3 separate regions of the Mus musculus genome follow, and regions 2 and 3 are each linked to region 1. The links are chromatin contacts, called in public Micro-C and promoter capture Hi-C maps. All regions are on one chromosome and are shown on one strand. The core of a region is the stretch at or near the end of the contact, and the rest is flanking DNA. Distances in the headings are between cores, read along the strand shown.

Region 1 (4,502 bases), core at 502-3,001:
ATGATGCAAATCTCTGCTGTGACACTTCCCGCCCCCCCCCCCCCCACTGGTGTATCAACTGCCCGATTTCTCAAGATCGACCAAAGAGGTTTTTTCCTTGGTTTTGGTCAACCCTGAGCAGACCTTAAAGATCGGCCAGAGGGAGCAAAGCCCTTTTGACCATCGCTCCCAATGTCAGCCTAGAAGTCGGTCGTCTCTAGTTTACTCAACTACCCGAGTTGAGAGCTTGACCAGACTTTCCAACAGTTACCTGTCTTCCCCCGAGGTATTCCTCTATCTAAAGTTGTCCTGTGAATTTTAGTGATCCTGCCTCATAAATCCAACTAATAATAATAGAGGGAGGATTTTAAAAAAATAATTATCTCATTTCTGTTAGGTTTAGACACCACGCAGGAGATAAATATTCTCATTAAGCTGATTTCATCCCCAGAGTACTGAGCCCCCTCATAAGTGATAATGATCTAGGGAGTGGGAGAGCGAAGACAAGAACGGAGAAAGAACAGAAAAGAGCAGGAGACGGAAAGATGGTGAAGGGTGACCCTTAGGCCTGCGAGGGGTTTAAAAACATCTACGGGCTTAAGGAACAACAAATCAATTTACACGATTCTGGAAGAGCCCAGAGGGCCTTTAATTAATCCCTTCAAAAGAAGGAAGTCGGCCTGGGATATGCCTCCTGCCTGCTCCATTAGCTCCCTTTTCGCAAGGGTCCAGACACCGTTGGAGGTGGGCGCCGCGCGCGAGCTGGGGGAGGATGACGCGAGCTGGCGTGGGCGGAAGAGCCGCACTTAAACTGCTTTTCCATAGAAGGGCTGGATTTTCATTATTCCTCTCTTTAAAAAGTAATGCCCTCTTCGTCCCTGCTCCCTCCTTCTCCTTTCCATTTTATTTTGCACGATTAGTTGAGCCGGCCGCTGGCTCTAGACTGGAACCACTCTTTTCGCCAGGCCCCTCCCCTCTTGGCTCCGCCCAAGTGAAGCTGGGGCGGGGACTAGGAGGGCGCGTCCTTATGGCTCCCTAGTCTCAGCCAATCAAAAGGTGTGGCGCTCCCAGGTGGGCGTGTTCTAGGAGCGACGCCTTGCCCAAGCTGAGCGCTATTGGAGGCGGTGTTTACGCCCAGGACCCGGGCCCCGCTCCTCAGTCCCGCCCCGCCGAGCCGCCCCGGAATGACGTCCTCGAAAGTTCTCATTTTGGCCCCCCACCTCCCCTCCCTTGCGTCCCCCAGCTAAAGAGAGGCAGGGAGGGGTGCAAATATTTTATTACCTTTGAGAGCTTCATCCGAACTGTCAGGCCCAGAGGGAGAGAGGAGAGAAGGGAAGAGCCGCCGAGAGGGTCAGTTTGGCCAGAGGACAGGGCTTGGAAGAGCCAAGCCTGGAAAGCCAAGGAGAAATGCCAGAGAGGCAAGAGAAAGGCGGAGAGTGAGAGGAAGAGAGGGCGCCAGGGGGTGGGACGGGGGGGGGTCTCCCGGCCGGCTTGCAGAAGAGGACGGACGATCGGAACCGGCCCGTCAGACTTTTTCCATACTTAGGTTTATTTTCTTTTATCCTTTTCGATCCGGCTAGTCCGGCGCCGCGTGGCTCGGAGGGGAAGTAGGCTCGTGGGCGCACCAAGTCCCCAGCCGCCGGAGCGGTGTCACTGACTGCCCTTTCTGGCGCAGTAACGCCGGGCCCGAGGCAGTGGCGGGCGCGATACCCGCGCCGGCCGTTTGTGCTCTGTCCCCCGGGCGAGCGGTGAGTGCGACTCAGCAGCGCGGCCGCCGGGAGAGCGGAGCGTCCGAGCGAGATCAGAGGCGCGCACCGGGCGGAACGCCGCCCGCTTTGAAGCTCCCCCAGGCGAGCGAGCCGGCCCCCGCCCTCCTACATCAAAGCGAACGCTCCGCGCCTCCCAACCTTGTTGCAAACTCTCTGGGTCGGCTGCGGGGTACGTCTTGCTGATTTCCCGCGGGGGTGGAGAAGATGAGAAGCAGAGCGCTCTGAGCCGGGAACGAGGGACCAGCGCCTGGGATCGAATCCGGGACTCCCGAAGCCGAGGAAGCGCTGAGCCCGCCCGCGCCCCCGCAGCCCTCGCCCCTGCCGCCTCCCGCGGGGCGTTTGGACATTTTTGCTGCGCAGCTCCCGGAGCCCGCGGCCGATCCACACTTCGCTTGCGCGCGCCCCCGGCACCTCGGGTTCTCCCGAGCCCCGGCGGGGCCACCGACCTGCGTGGCTGCGGGTTCGGGTCTGGCTGTGGGATGTTAGCTGTGGGGGCGATGGAGGGCCCTCGGCAGAGCGCGTTCCTGCTCAGCAGCCCGCCCCTGGCCGCCCTGCACAGTATGGCCGAGATGAAGACCCCGCTCTACCCCGCCGCTTATCCCCCGCTGCCCACCGGGCCCCCCTCCTCCTCGTCCTCGTCCTCCTCGTCCTCGTCGCCCTCCCCACCTTTGGGCTCACATAACCCGGGCGGCTTGAAGCCCCCGGCCGCGGGGGGCCTCTCGTCCCTGGGCAGTCCCCCGCAGCAGCTTTCGGCGGCCACCCCACACGGCATCAACGACATCCTGAGCCGGCCCTCTATGCCGGTGGCCTCGGGGGCCGCCCTGCCCTCCGCCTCGCCCTCCGGGTCTTCCTCCTCCTCCTCCTCGTCCGCCTCCGCCACCTCGGCCTCTGCGGCGGCCGCCGCCGCCGCTGCTGCTGCCGCCGCTGCCGCCTCGTCGCCCGCTGGGCTGCTGGCCGGCCTGCCCCGCTTCAGCAGCCTGAGCCCTCCGCCACCGCCGCCCGGGCTCTACTTTAGCCCCAGCGCCGCGGCTGTGGCCGCCGTGGGCCGGTACCCCAAGCCCCTGGCCGAGCTGCCCGGTCGGACGCCCATCTTCTGGCCCGGAGTGATGCAGAGTCCGCCGTGGAGGGACGCGCGCCTTGCCTGTACCCCCCGTGAGTACTATGGGAGGGGAGGGTGGGTCCCTGCCTTCTAAGTCTGCTCTCGGGTCGTGAAGCACACAGTGCCCCTGCGGGCGGTCAGTCTCCTGGCCGCCACACTAGTTTGGAAGTTCCGGGACAGCACGCCGTTGGCTGGGCCCCTGCAGGCGAGCGAGGGACTCGCGCTTTCCTGGGCTCGCCGAGGCTCATGCAGGCCTGGGCTCCACCAACGAGAATGCGTCTGGACAGAACACAGCGCAGCAAGCGAGCTTCTGTCTGGGCTGTTCTTGAACCTGGCCAGCTCTGGGTCAGATGGATGGAAAGCGGGAAAAGGCCTCCGCACCCCTTCCTTTCTGGCTCCTTCCTGCCATGCTCGCCCGTTCCTTCAGTAGTCTGACCCTTGTTTTCGGCAAACCCGCGAGGGTAGGCAAGGCAGCTGGCTATCTACCTCCTCGAGAAAAGCAGACTTTTGCTTGCACACACCCTCCCTGGTTGTCTCCAGCTCACCTTTTCTCCCAGCTCCCTCGCCCACTCCCAGTGCACTTGTCCAGAATGACCTGTGCCAGCGGTTCCCAGAACTAGGCTGTTGTCATTGATGGACCCGGGTCTTCCCTACTCCTGAATCCCAGGGCCCTGGTCACTGAAGGGGCATTGACACTCAACAGACTAACTCAAGAGAGGACATGATGAGAAATATACATGTGCAGGACACAGACCAGTAAAATGTAGCCTCCAAACGCTCTGGGTCAATTCAGCTGTCCCAAGGTCTGGACAGACAATTCTGGCTAGTGGGTCACAGCTCCTAGATAGAAGGCTCCTTCCCCCCTCCCCCCAGGTGGCGCCCAGGGCCCGGCTCAACTCTGTTCTTTGCTGACGACCAAGTCCCTGAAGTCAGTCCAGGTTCTCTGGACCTCCTTGCCTGAGATTTAGCGGCAGTAACTTGACTAACGGGAAACTATGTCAGGCTCTATGTGGGAAGGCGATTCCTCAGAGCTATTGAAATGTCTGAGAGACACTATTGTATCCTTGATTGTAGGGATTGCCAGACCTGTGTCTCCTCTGGTCTCTTCTCCAGCCCGTAAGGGCCTCAAACTTTAAGAGTTATGTCCTAAAGTGCTCAAAATACAAGGAGCCCTTTATTGCTCAGCACAGGTTAGGGAAGTGGCCAAGGAAAACAAAACAAAATATAAAATTTAAAAAGTTAGTTTACCTTCACACCAAACCACTTATCTGCTCAGAGACTGACATGGGGAGGCGAGGGTGGCCTTTCTCATGCTCTCCTGCTTAGTGTAGGAGGGTGTCCCCTTTCTGCCCTGTACTCTTTAGCAGTGGCCTCCCTAGCCATTGGCACGATGGTTAAGCACAAAGTATTTATTGCTACACCAACCGTACCTTGGTTGGAGAAAAGTAGCTGGCAAAAGGTAGCGCAGGGGTGGCGCAGGACACAGATCAAGGATTGTTGCTCTTTTGCTATCAAAGCACAGTTTTGCTAATTCGCTCCCCTCTCCCGCCTCCCGTGGAGCACGGTAACGAGTTGTTTCTTCCTTCCTCTTGTTGTCGGTCCTCGCAGATCAAGGATCCATTTTGTTGGACAAAGATGGGAAGAGAAAACACACC
Region 2 (4,502 bases), core at 1,466-3,965, 500 kb after region 1:
ATTTGCATTTTTTTAAAATGAGTGACTAATAGCAATTACAGAATCGATGAGAGTTTTAAATATTGGAGCACTTCATTTGTGATACTGGAAAATCTGATTTTGAAAATTTGGGGGAATTTATATTTGAACTCTGTGTGTGTGTGAACATGTGTGCAGATGGAACTATGTGCACATGCGTGTTGAGTAGCACTGTACATTACGTTTCTAGCTATGGGGCAGGCAGGAAAGGAGAATGGGAGCCTTTGACAGAGGGCCAAGGCGAGAAAGATTAAGGAGCCACACAGAAAGCTTTCCTATCTGCAACAACACCCTGGGCTTCTGTTTGCCTTTACGAAAGAGACACTTTATTTCCTCGTGCCTCCAAATATCTTTCCAAGGCCCTGACCTTAGTTTTCATCCCCAGAAATGGTTAGAGAAAGCAGAGGAACATTGCAGAATACCAGCCCAGACACCGATGGGTCTGCATCTGCCCTAAAGCCACAAAAGAATACTTCGGAGTATTTTATATGCAGTATCATCACTGACTGTTCATCCAGAGAATTTATTCAAGACATTAAATGAGAGCAAAGCACCATCTACCGTGGGGACTCAGTGTGCTTCGTCCCACTGGTGCCAAAATGGGAAGGACCCTGAGCCTCTGCAGTGTAGCTCCATAGATCCCTGCAAGGACCCTGGGCCTCTGCAGTACAGACCTGTGCATTGTGGTGGCTCCAGCCTCCCCACATCCTCCGCCCTGACTGCGATCTACGCTGTACTGTGCATATTCCATTCTAAGACTGTAAGATCTCTTTTGGACAGAAAAATGATGGATATGGAAAAATGCAAATATCATTTTACTCTGTAGTAAGGTTTTGAGAGCTGAAACTATGACTCAGATAAGTCATAACACTCTATGTTATGGATATACAAAAAGTAGGCAAAGCAAGCAAGAAGGGAGGGAAGCTCACTTTTAGCATGAATATTCAATACTTACTTACAGCTAAATAGTGATTTTTCTCTTCCTTTATTTTTTCATCTTCTTTATCTTTATTGAGTCCTCAACTCGCGGCAGATTGGCAAATACACTCATTTACACGCAGTACAAACTTCAAGGCTCATTCTTTGCTGGAAGAAGTAATAATAGAGATGGTAGAAGAAACTCAAAGGAGCCCAAGAGTGAGACATTAATATATTCAAAAATTATACCACGAAAAAAATTTCCATAAGCCAGAGAAGAGAGGGAAGAGTTCCTTGGGCTGGTCTCTTCCTTGGCCATTTGCTTACTATATAGCCTTTACATGCTTCTGACACATCCTCTTGTTCACTTTCTGATTCTATTTCTTATTTATCTCATTCATACAATGCAAACTTGATAAGACTAGGGGCTGTTTTTGCACTTCGGTATCCTCAGGTACTCTCTCACAGTACAGACTCAGCTGGCTTCAAAGCCCACACTTGGAAAGATTATTGCATTCACTTCTTGAAACCATTAGTAATCTCAGCCAACACACCTTCCGCTGGTCTCTCAATGACTATCCTGTTAGCTCACATCTATTAAGTATGAGCCTGACTATATTTTAAAAGGATTTTTTTAAAATTTGTAACGGGGTGGGTGGGGACATTGTGCACATGAGAAAATATGCCTGCAGAGACCAGCAGTGCCTGATCCCCCTGGAGCCAGAATAACAGGCATTTGTGAGCCACTGGACATGCTGTGAACCAAACCCTGGTTTTCTACAAGAAGAGCATGCAGTCCTGACTTTTGCACCATCTCTCTGGCTCCATACATCTATTCTTTTTAATGGACACATTAATGCTTTAAAATTGAATCTCCTTGTCTGAAGACTTTTGGGTTTCTTCTAAATCTTTTTGTGCTTCAGCAAGTCCCCAAATGCTCACAAAGGAGAAAGTGTTATTCCTAAGCCCAAAGCCATTCACTGACCATGAAACGAGCTCTTCCCCCAATGAGTGAGTCTCCCCGCGGCCCTGTGTGCACAAGAACAGCTGCAAACACAAACACAGCTGCAGCCTAATGGACTCTCTCAATCCCATATCTTCCTCATTCCAGCCACAAACACATAGCTGAGATCAAAAAGGTAAGTTCAACGTCCTTGTGCAGTAGCTACACAACAGCGCAGGACCCAAGCTCCACTCCTGTGTTTCATCAAAGGGATCGGACTGCAGAGATAAATAAATGTTTGCTTCATTCCAGAAATCCTGGCTAATGAGAAAATAGCAGGCACCACACAAAACCTGGCTTCTGGCCATGCTTCTGTGACTGACGTAACTTGAGGTAAATTCTTCTTGACATTCAGGTTTCTGACTGATCTGTAAAATGTAGGTGAAGATTTCTGGTGTTCAGTGTGACAGCAAAATTAAACCGTATCATGGACAGATAGCTACACTAATATAAGGTACACTAATACTGCATGCTAATCACATGTGAGTTTAAGAAAAGATAACATACAAGTACTTACGCTTCTAAGTATGAATATGCAAAGGGTAGGATAAAAATGACAGACAAACAACAGTTAGATATCAAACAGCATTGTGTCAGACATCCCAGCAATCTTCTATCTTCCTAAGTTTCTCCAAGGGTGTCTTTAACAGTGCTGTTACTTACAAGATACTGCTGTACTTTAGGAAAATAAACATGAGGATTACAAATCACTGACTCAGTCAAAATGCATTCCTTGAGTACCTCCTGCTCAGTCACTGGAAACTAGGGACTTTCCCTAATGTGATGTCACCAGGCAGCAAGGGCAGGACGTGCCCTCACATCCGTCAGGCTCCAAATCAGTCTGAATCTAAAGCCACTGCTGACAAAGTCTGTGAGTCTACAAGCTGCGAGCAGTGCCGGCACTCACCCGTTCCCATCTCCACTCCAACAGGAACAAGTCCTTAAGAACCCCTACGCATTTTTAATGATTGAGAACAGACCATAGACAGGAGTGCTGATAATATAGGCTAAGATGAAACGGCTGGAATACTGCAGGACAGAAGAGAGGGCGTTGATTCACCTTAACGGTGATTCTTCAAGTCACCTTGATGAGCAGGTAATATGACAGGTGAATGTGGAGAAGAAAAAAAAAAAAAAAAACTTGAATCAAGAGGCAATGAAGATACCTGGAGTCCATCATAACCAACTTGTTCTAAGCCCCAAGAGGCAGCCATGGGGCAGAGTCCTACAGTTGACTTCAACGAGTGTGAAGAAGAAAGGACATGAACATTTTGAGTGAGCATGAGCAACTGTTTTGTGTGGGCCCCATGAAGGTCAAACATAGGCATTAAGACCTGTGGGGAAACTCAAGTTATATTAAAACTAAGCAAATTTTAGATGTGCATATATTTACATCTAATTAGTACTTTATGATTTTTTTTCCAAACACTTTCCTAAATAAATAAATAAATAAATAAATAAATGAAGGCAAACACATCATGACGGGATAATCTCCCACTCAGGAAATGAAGACATTCTGTTCCCTTGACTCTCTTTCCTTCCCTGCGCAGAGTCATCCATCCTCAACTCACCATATTAAGTTTGTCAACATCCATCATCTCGAGTTAACACTGATTTCTGTCGACAAGGGAGGCAGAGGCGAGAAACACCCTCTCATTCTTTTTAATATTCCGAATGTATGTGGTAGTCGGGCGGAGAAATGAGTTGCATTTCCATACAGAGATTCAGGATTACCAGGAACCTGATGAAAAGCTAAATTCTCTCTCCAAGGCGTAATTGCCATACAGGGGCTTCTCTCCCCTGACCGAGTCTTCAATTCCCCATTAGCATGCATGCAGTTAGCAGACTGAGGCAGAGGAAGGCATAATTTCTGAAGTTTAAAGTTTGTTAAAATGCACACAACTGCACATATTAAGAACCAGAGATCCTTCTGTAGCTCAAATGCATGAGGGAACCGGCCTTGAAATTGAAGATGGAAGAGCCAAGTGCAAAGCTCTTCTATTTCTCTCTGACACGCGCTCATCACAATAGAGCTGTGCAATAAATTCAATGAAAGGAGATTAGTTTTCATAACTCAATGGGAATTCCAGAAGAGCACCTGAAGGGAGATTTAGTCACTGACAATGGCAAGACAGCGCGCCTCAGCCTGAAGCACTGAGGCAGGCCTCATGAATATTAATGAAGAGTCTCCACATTGGAGACAAATAGCTCTTTAATTTCCAGGGTCCTCACTTTTTGAGGGGGTTTCTCCCCAAACACTAAGAATGATGGTCCTCTCACAAGGCCCTCCAGATAACTGGAAACAATGATGAATGCTTCTGTCTTCTATCTGGAACTGCAAACATAGTAACCCAACTTCTAGAAGGCACTAGAGTTAGACCTGCCTCCCTTGTTACTGACTACACCACGCTACTTAGTATTTCCACCCCTGGGGTCCAGTGACCCAATTTAGACATAGCAAGACTGCTGCTGTGGATCTCAACTCAAAGGACAGCATTGATAACTCTCGGAGCTTGGGATGTAAGTGTATAGCAGAGAGAAAGAGTGAGAGTCTGGGTAGACT
Region 3 (4,502 bases), core at 773-3,272, 410 kb before region 1:
TGGGAAGGGTCTTTTCCAGACCATCCTTATAATCCTTATATTTGTATAGCTTCAGCAAAACAAGGGAAGGCAGCTGGGTGTATATGTGTGCACTAGGAGAAAACCTTTGTGAAATATTCTCTATAAGACACCAGCAGGAAAATTGCCACATTTGCATACTGATATACCCTTGAACTTTATTGCAATGGTTTTTTTTCCAACAGAAAGACATTTATAATCAATGTGCTGATGACATACATTTCATAAATTTTCTTCTCCCAATTATAATTACAAAAAAAATTCGAAACCTCATTCATATTTAGTTGAAGATCTTCCTTCTGAAAGGCACCCTGGTCTTAGTGTTGACTCAACTGATTTTCTTACCCTAATGTAGCCATGCATCCAGTAGCTCTTCTTCCTGCCACACTCCCAGGCTGAAGAGAATTTTGTGGTACATTTGTGTAAGGGCAGATTGGAGGAACGGTACCTAAAGAATACACATCAAAGGGCCAAGGAGGAAGGAGCAGTAAGAAGGAAAAGGAAGCAGGCACACCCCTCCCCCACCCAGCGACCTGGCAGTAATGATTTATTTAAAACTGTATTATAGAGCGCTATAGCACAGCCTATTTGGCTTTAAAGGAATTCTATAGATGGCACAGACTGAGTTAAAACAGTTGAATGGCCAGTATCTTTACAGGTTACTTTGTGAGCCTTAGAGGCAAAGCATCGGATTTCTGTTCCCCCTTAGATGATCTGGTTATAAAAGTAGGTTTTTTTAAAAGGGGTTGTTCTGACCTACTCTTTCAGAATTGAGTAACATTTACATTTTTATTCTGTAGCCTGCCCCTGGTCTCTTCCCTTCCCTGACTGTCTCCCTGGCCTCCAACTCTGGACAATTCTTCTATCCTCCTGAGGGACCCCCCAACCTCATCCAACAGCAGCCCCACCCAGCACAGGCCTTACAGGCATGGCTCTCCACACCTGGGGAAAGGTGCTTTGTCCTGCCAGCGGGTGCCTGGGAACAGCAGGAACAGGGGCCCCCACACGGAACAGCTGCTGAATCTTGTAGCAAACAGTGGAGTAAATCGGTACAACTGGATCCAATTCCAAACACAAACTGGCTTAAAAAAAGGAAACAGCAAGTCCAAATTACTTCGGCTTTTTTTTTTTTTTTTTCTTTTTTAGAGGAAATCCTAAAACTGCTGTAGATTGCAGTGTTGGGAAAACAAGCTCGTGTTTCCAGTTTCTGTACCACTACTTCCCCACTCTGAGCTGTTCAACTCAAGGAGTTCAAGCATTCATGCTGACTCAGTTTTGTCCCCACCGTCAGAACAGAAGTATGACCCAAACGGTACGCTGGGCGGACTAGGAACAGAGACAAGCTGATGTCCGCTTGGCTGTTTCAAGTTTACCAATCCATACTCATTTAGTGCAAACATTGTGTTGGTCAGGTCTATGGAGGTACAAAGAATGACCTTTCCAGAAAGGGCAAACCTAAAATCTCAGCAGAAGGTCTCAAGGTCACTGACCCAGGACAACCCTGGAGACTGGAAACTCCTGGGTCCTGATCCGCACCGGAGGAGGTGGGGGTTCGAGGCCGCGTAGTGAAAGAGCTAGCGTGGGCAGTTCTTTTGTACTCCAGCTGGAGTAAAATGAACGCAGGCTCGCGTGTTTTCATCGCTGGTGACAGCATCCAGCAATGGGAGTAGGGCTCAGGGGCGCGCAGCGGTGCTTTCTCAGCAGGGTCCCCCGAGAAGCCGGAGGAGGGGGTGAGCGCTGCGCCAGAGGACCCGGGAGCCCGGAGGCGAGGGCAGGGGGCGCGGGGCGCGGGGCGCGGACTGGGCTGCGCGCCTGTCCAGGGTGCCGGCAAGCAGGAGCCGCGGCGAGGGAAGGAAGTAGGAAAGAGGAAGGAAAGGCGGGAGGGGCCGGCCGCGCGGCTGCAGTTTCTGCGGCCGGCCTGGTAGGAGGAGCGGGAGGAGCGGGAGGAGGATCCCGAGCCGTCCGTCAGCGGGCGCGGGAGGTGGGGAGAGCGGGAGGAGGAGGAGGATTAAAGATGGCCACCAGCAGCTGCGGGAGACGGCCACCAGCCCTCACTTTCCGGGATGTTCCCCGCGGCCCGGCCCGGCCTTGATGGAGAGGAGCAGCCCGTGCAGTGCCGAGGCTGAGGCGGCGGCGGGGACCCGGCGAGGGAGAAGACGCGGCGGAGCAGGGACCCAGGCGGGAGAAGGGAGCGGCGGCGGCGTCGCTGCCCTGGCTGCCTAGCACGGCTGCCGCCCCGGCCCCGCAGCTCGCGGACTGCAGCGGGCGCTCGGCCCCGGCCCGGCCTGGGGGGACTCCCGGGCCCCACGCCTGGGCCCGCGCGTCCGCGGTGAGTGCTGCCTGCCCGCTCGCCGGCTCGCCCGCGGCGCGCTTTGTTCCTGCGGGGCGGAGGCGCTGTCCGCGCGGGGACAGGCCGCGGCCCAGCCGCTCCCCCACCCGCGTCCTCCTCCGGGCCTGGAGAGGGCGCCGTCGGCGGCTGGTCCCAGGCGGCCGGCGGAGGGGCGTGCGGGGGCCTCGGGGATGGGGAGGCGGGGGCAAGGCGACCGCAGGTCCGGGAGGGCGGGGGCGTAACCCGGCGGCGCCCGGGGTAGGTGGGGGTCATGCCGGTCCCCTCGGGAGGACCCTCCCGGTGCCCATTCCCGGACCCCCCAGCCCCCACCCGCGCGCGCCCGGGCGCAGCGGAGCGCGGCCTCCATCCCTCGGGCGCCGTCTCCAGGGCCGCGGGCCTCTCCTGGCTCATCCCTCTACGCTCTGAGCTGCAAACCCTTCCCTGTGGAAGGGACCTGGGATGCTTCTGTCCTGCATCGGGGATGTGGTGGCATCACCGACATTCGCGGTTATGGCGGGGTTGAAAAGGCAGCGGTGACCTTTCCGACCAGAGCCCTCTGGACCATGGTCGCATCGGAGGTGCTGCGTTCCATTGATTTTTTGACTCTTGAATCGGAGAGACAGATGATGAGTTCTTCCTTTGTAGAAATAATAGGATAGAATCAGATCAAGCAGATGTTTACCGAATGCATGGATTTTCAGTACCTCACCAATGGCTAAGTGTTTTTTCTGTGGGAAAAATGGTGCTTATGCATACGAAAAACTATTTTTGTTCACTAATAGCTATGGGTTGGTCAGTACCAAGTGGTTATTATGGTGTCTGAAAACCCAACAAAAAAAGAAAAACAAAACCCTTGCGTCGAGACAGCAGATTCCAGGCTGGCCTCTATCAAGCAGGTTTAGATCAGTTTTCACTGTCAGGATGTAAAGCAAGTAAAAATAACAAAACAATGAAAAATGTACTTATTTACAGGAAAATGGGATGTGGTATTAGTGTAGAGTCTAGGAGAAAGACTATAGTCTGTTAGTGTATAGATCTAGTCAAAGTAAATCCCTCTTTAAATAAAACTGTCATCATGGGACCCTGCTGTGTAAGAATTAGCTTGATATGCATTTAATGTTTAAAAAAAATCTGTATTTCATTAGGTTTGAGAACTAAAACTTTGAGCAGTTCTGCCTCAAGCAACTAGAAATACAGGTTTTTAAATAGTTTCTCTTTTCCTTAGTTGAAATCTATTCATGTAAAAATATGCTTCTCACAAAAATTTCTCTACAAATGTGCTATGAGTTAAGGAACATGAGGCTTTGAAGTAACTTGGAAAGACATGAAAGAAAGTTAAACCGTAGTGTAATATTCCAGGATCAGATTCTGTACTCTGAGGATGCTGAACTCCACAAGTCTTCACTGTTTACCTCTGGTGTCCTAAATATCACCAAGGTGCTGCATTCAGTGGGGTCTTAGAATTTCTAGAAATTATCCTCAGAATGTAGCCTACATCGGGGCTCCCCCACCCCCATTTGATCTGGAACCACAAAAGATGGTAAACAACTGGGTATCGTAGTTTAAAAAGAGTAAATATCCTACCTGGGTATGGTGACTCATACCTGTTGGCCAGGTACTGGGAGGCTGAGAAGAGCGTGAACGTCTAAGTCTTGTAGATGCAGGCAAGTCTGAGGAAAAAAAATTAGTTTGTGTACTTTCCACCTGTCTCTGTCTAATGCTTGTGATGGAGAGTGTATCAGAGTACCACGGAAAGATGGAGAGGATCCCAGGATAGCATGCATGTAAAGTATTCATCCGTGTATTCTCATTCAGACACGGGGAAGATGCTGATCCCATTGTACAGATGGGGAATTAGGCAACTTTAGGGAAAGTCTAGGACCCAGATTGCCTAAGTTTAGAGCCAGTGATGATCAATGTTTTAGGATACCAATTAGATGTGAAGACCGGAATGGCATGGCATTTTGGAGTCATGGGCTTTCAGTGCAGAGGGCTCAGTGACGGGCTTGCTGGGGTGACCCAGGTATGCACACAGCTCTGCAGCCACACCCCAAAGCTCTTCTCGCTGCATCCCCCTCCCCAACCACCCACCCTCTAGTGTTATTGTTTTCTGTGATTCCAATGGCACAGACCCTTGCGTTTCCATCATGACTGT

Evidence for each region. Promoter capture Hi-C pulls out the DNA fragments that hold promoters and counts their contacts. A called contact is a pair of places that touch in the nucleus more often than the background predicts.
Region 2: a contact with region 1 is called in a promoter capture Hi-C map of the SN4741 cell line, with 5 times the contacts expected there. The contact joins the enhancer-like site here to the promoter of Nkx6-1 in region 1. A contact is called at or near these places in 12 of 39 promoter capture datasets (the 3T3-L1 cell line, the SN4741 cell line, cranial neural crest and 5 more), 3 of 15 datasets of contacts at CTCF or cohesin (the NIH/3T3 cell line, large pre-B cells and pro-B cells), 5 of 484 Hi-C or Micro-C datasets (adipose-derived mesenchymal stem cells, embryonic stem cells and nephron progenitors), 10 of 115 datasets of contacts at active chromatin or transcription factors (craniofacial prominence, embryonic forebrain, embryonic hindbrain and 6 more) and 1 of 9 other capture datasets (adipose tissue).
Region 3: a contact with region 1 is called in a Micro-C map of B cells, with 9 times the contacts expected there. The contact joins the promoter of Wdfy3 here to the promoter of Nkx6-1 in region 1. A contact is called at or near these places in 1 of 39 promoter capture datasets (pre-B cells), 1 of 15 datasets of contacts at CTCF or cohesin (large pre-B cells), 7 of 484 Hi-C or Micro-C datasets (B cells, LSK cells, cardiomyocytes and 1 more) and 1 of 115 datasets of contacts at active chromatin or transcription factors (embryonic stem cells).

What each region holds. Positions count from the first base shown.
Region 1 is chr5:101,661,960-101,666,461 of GRCm38.p6, reverse strand. It overlaps Nkx6-1 (NK6 homeobox 1), which reads left to right and starts at 1,751. Exons shown (of 3, transcript NM_144955.2): 1 at 1,751-2,900; 2 at 4,456-4,502. The coding sequence starts at 2,228.
Region 2 is chr5:101,161,489-101,165,990 of GRCm38.p6, reverse strand. No RefSeq gene overlaps it. Among named protein-coding and RNA genes, the nearest start is that of Gm36851, 76 kb to the left of the region's middle. Within about 2 kb of position 2,715, at least 56 of the 459 cell types and tissues checked have an H3K27ac peak or open chromatin away from gene starts, as enhancers often do. A contact at or near this core is called in the NIH/3T3 cell line, the SN4741 cell line and adipose-derived mesenchymal stem cells, where this site is marked.
Region 3 is chr5:102,067,441-102,071,942 of GRCm38.p6, reverse strand. It overlaps Wdfy3 (WD repeat and FYVE domain containing 3), which reads left to right and starts at 2,022. Exons shown (of 67, transcript NM_172882.3): 1 at 2,022-2,347.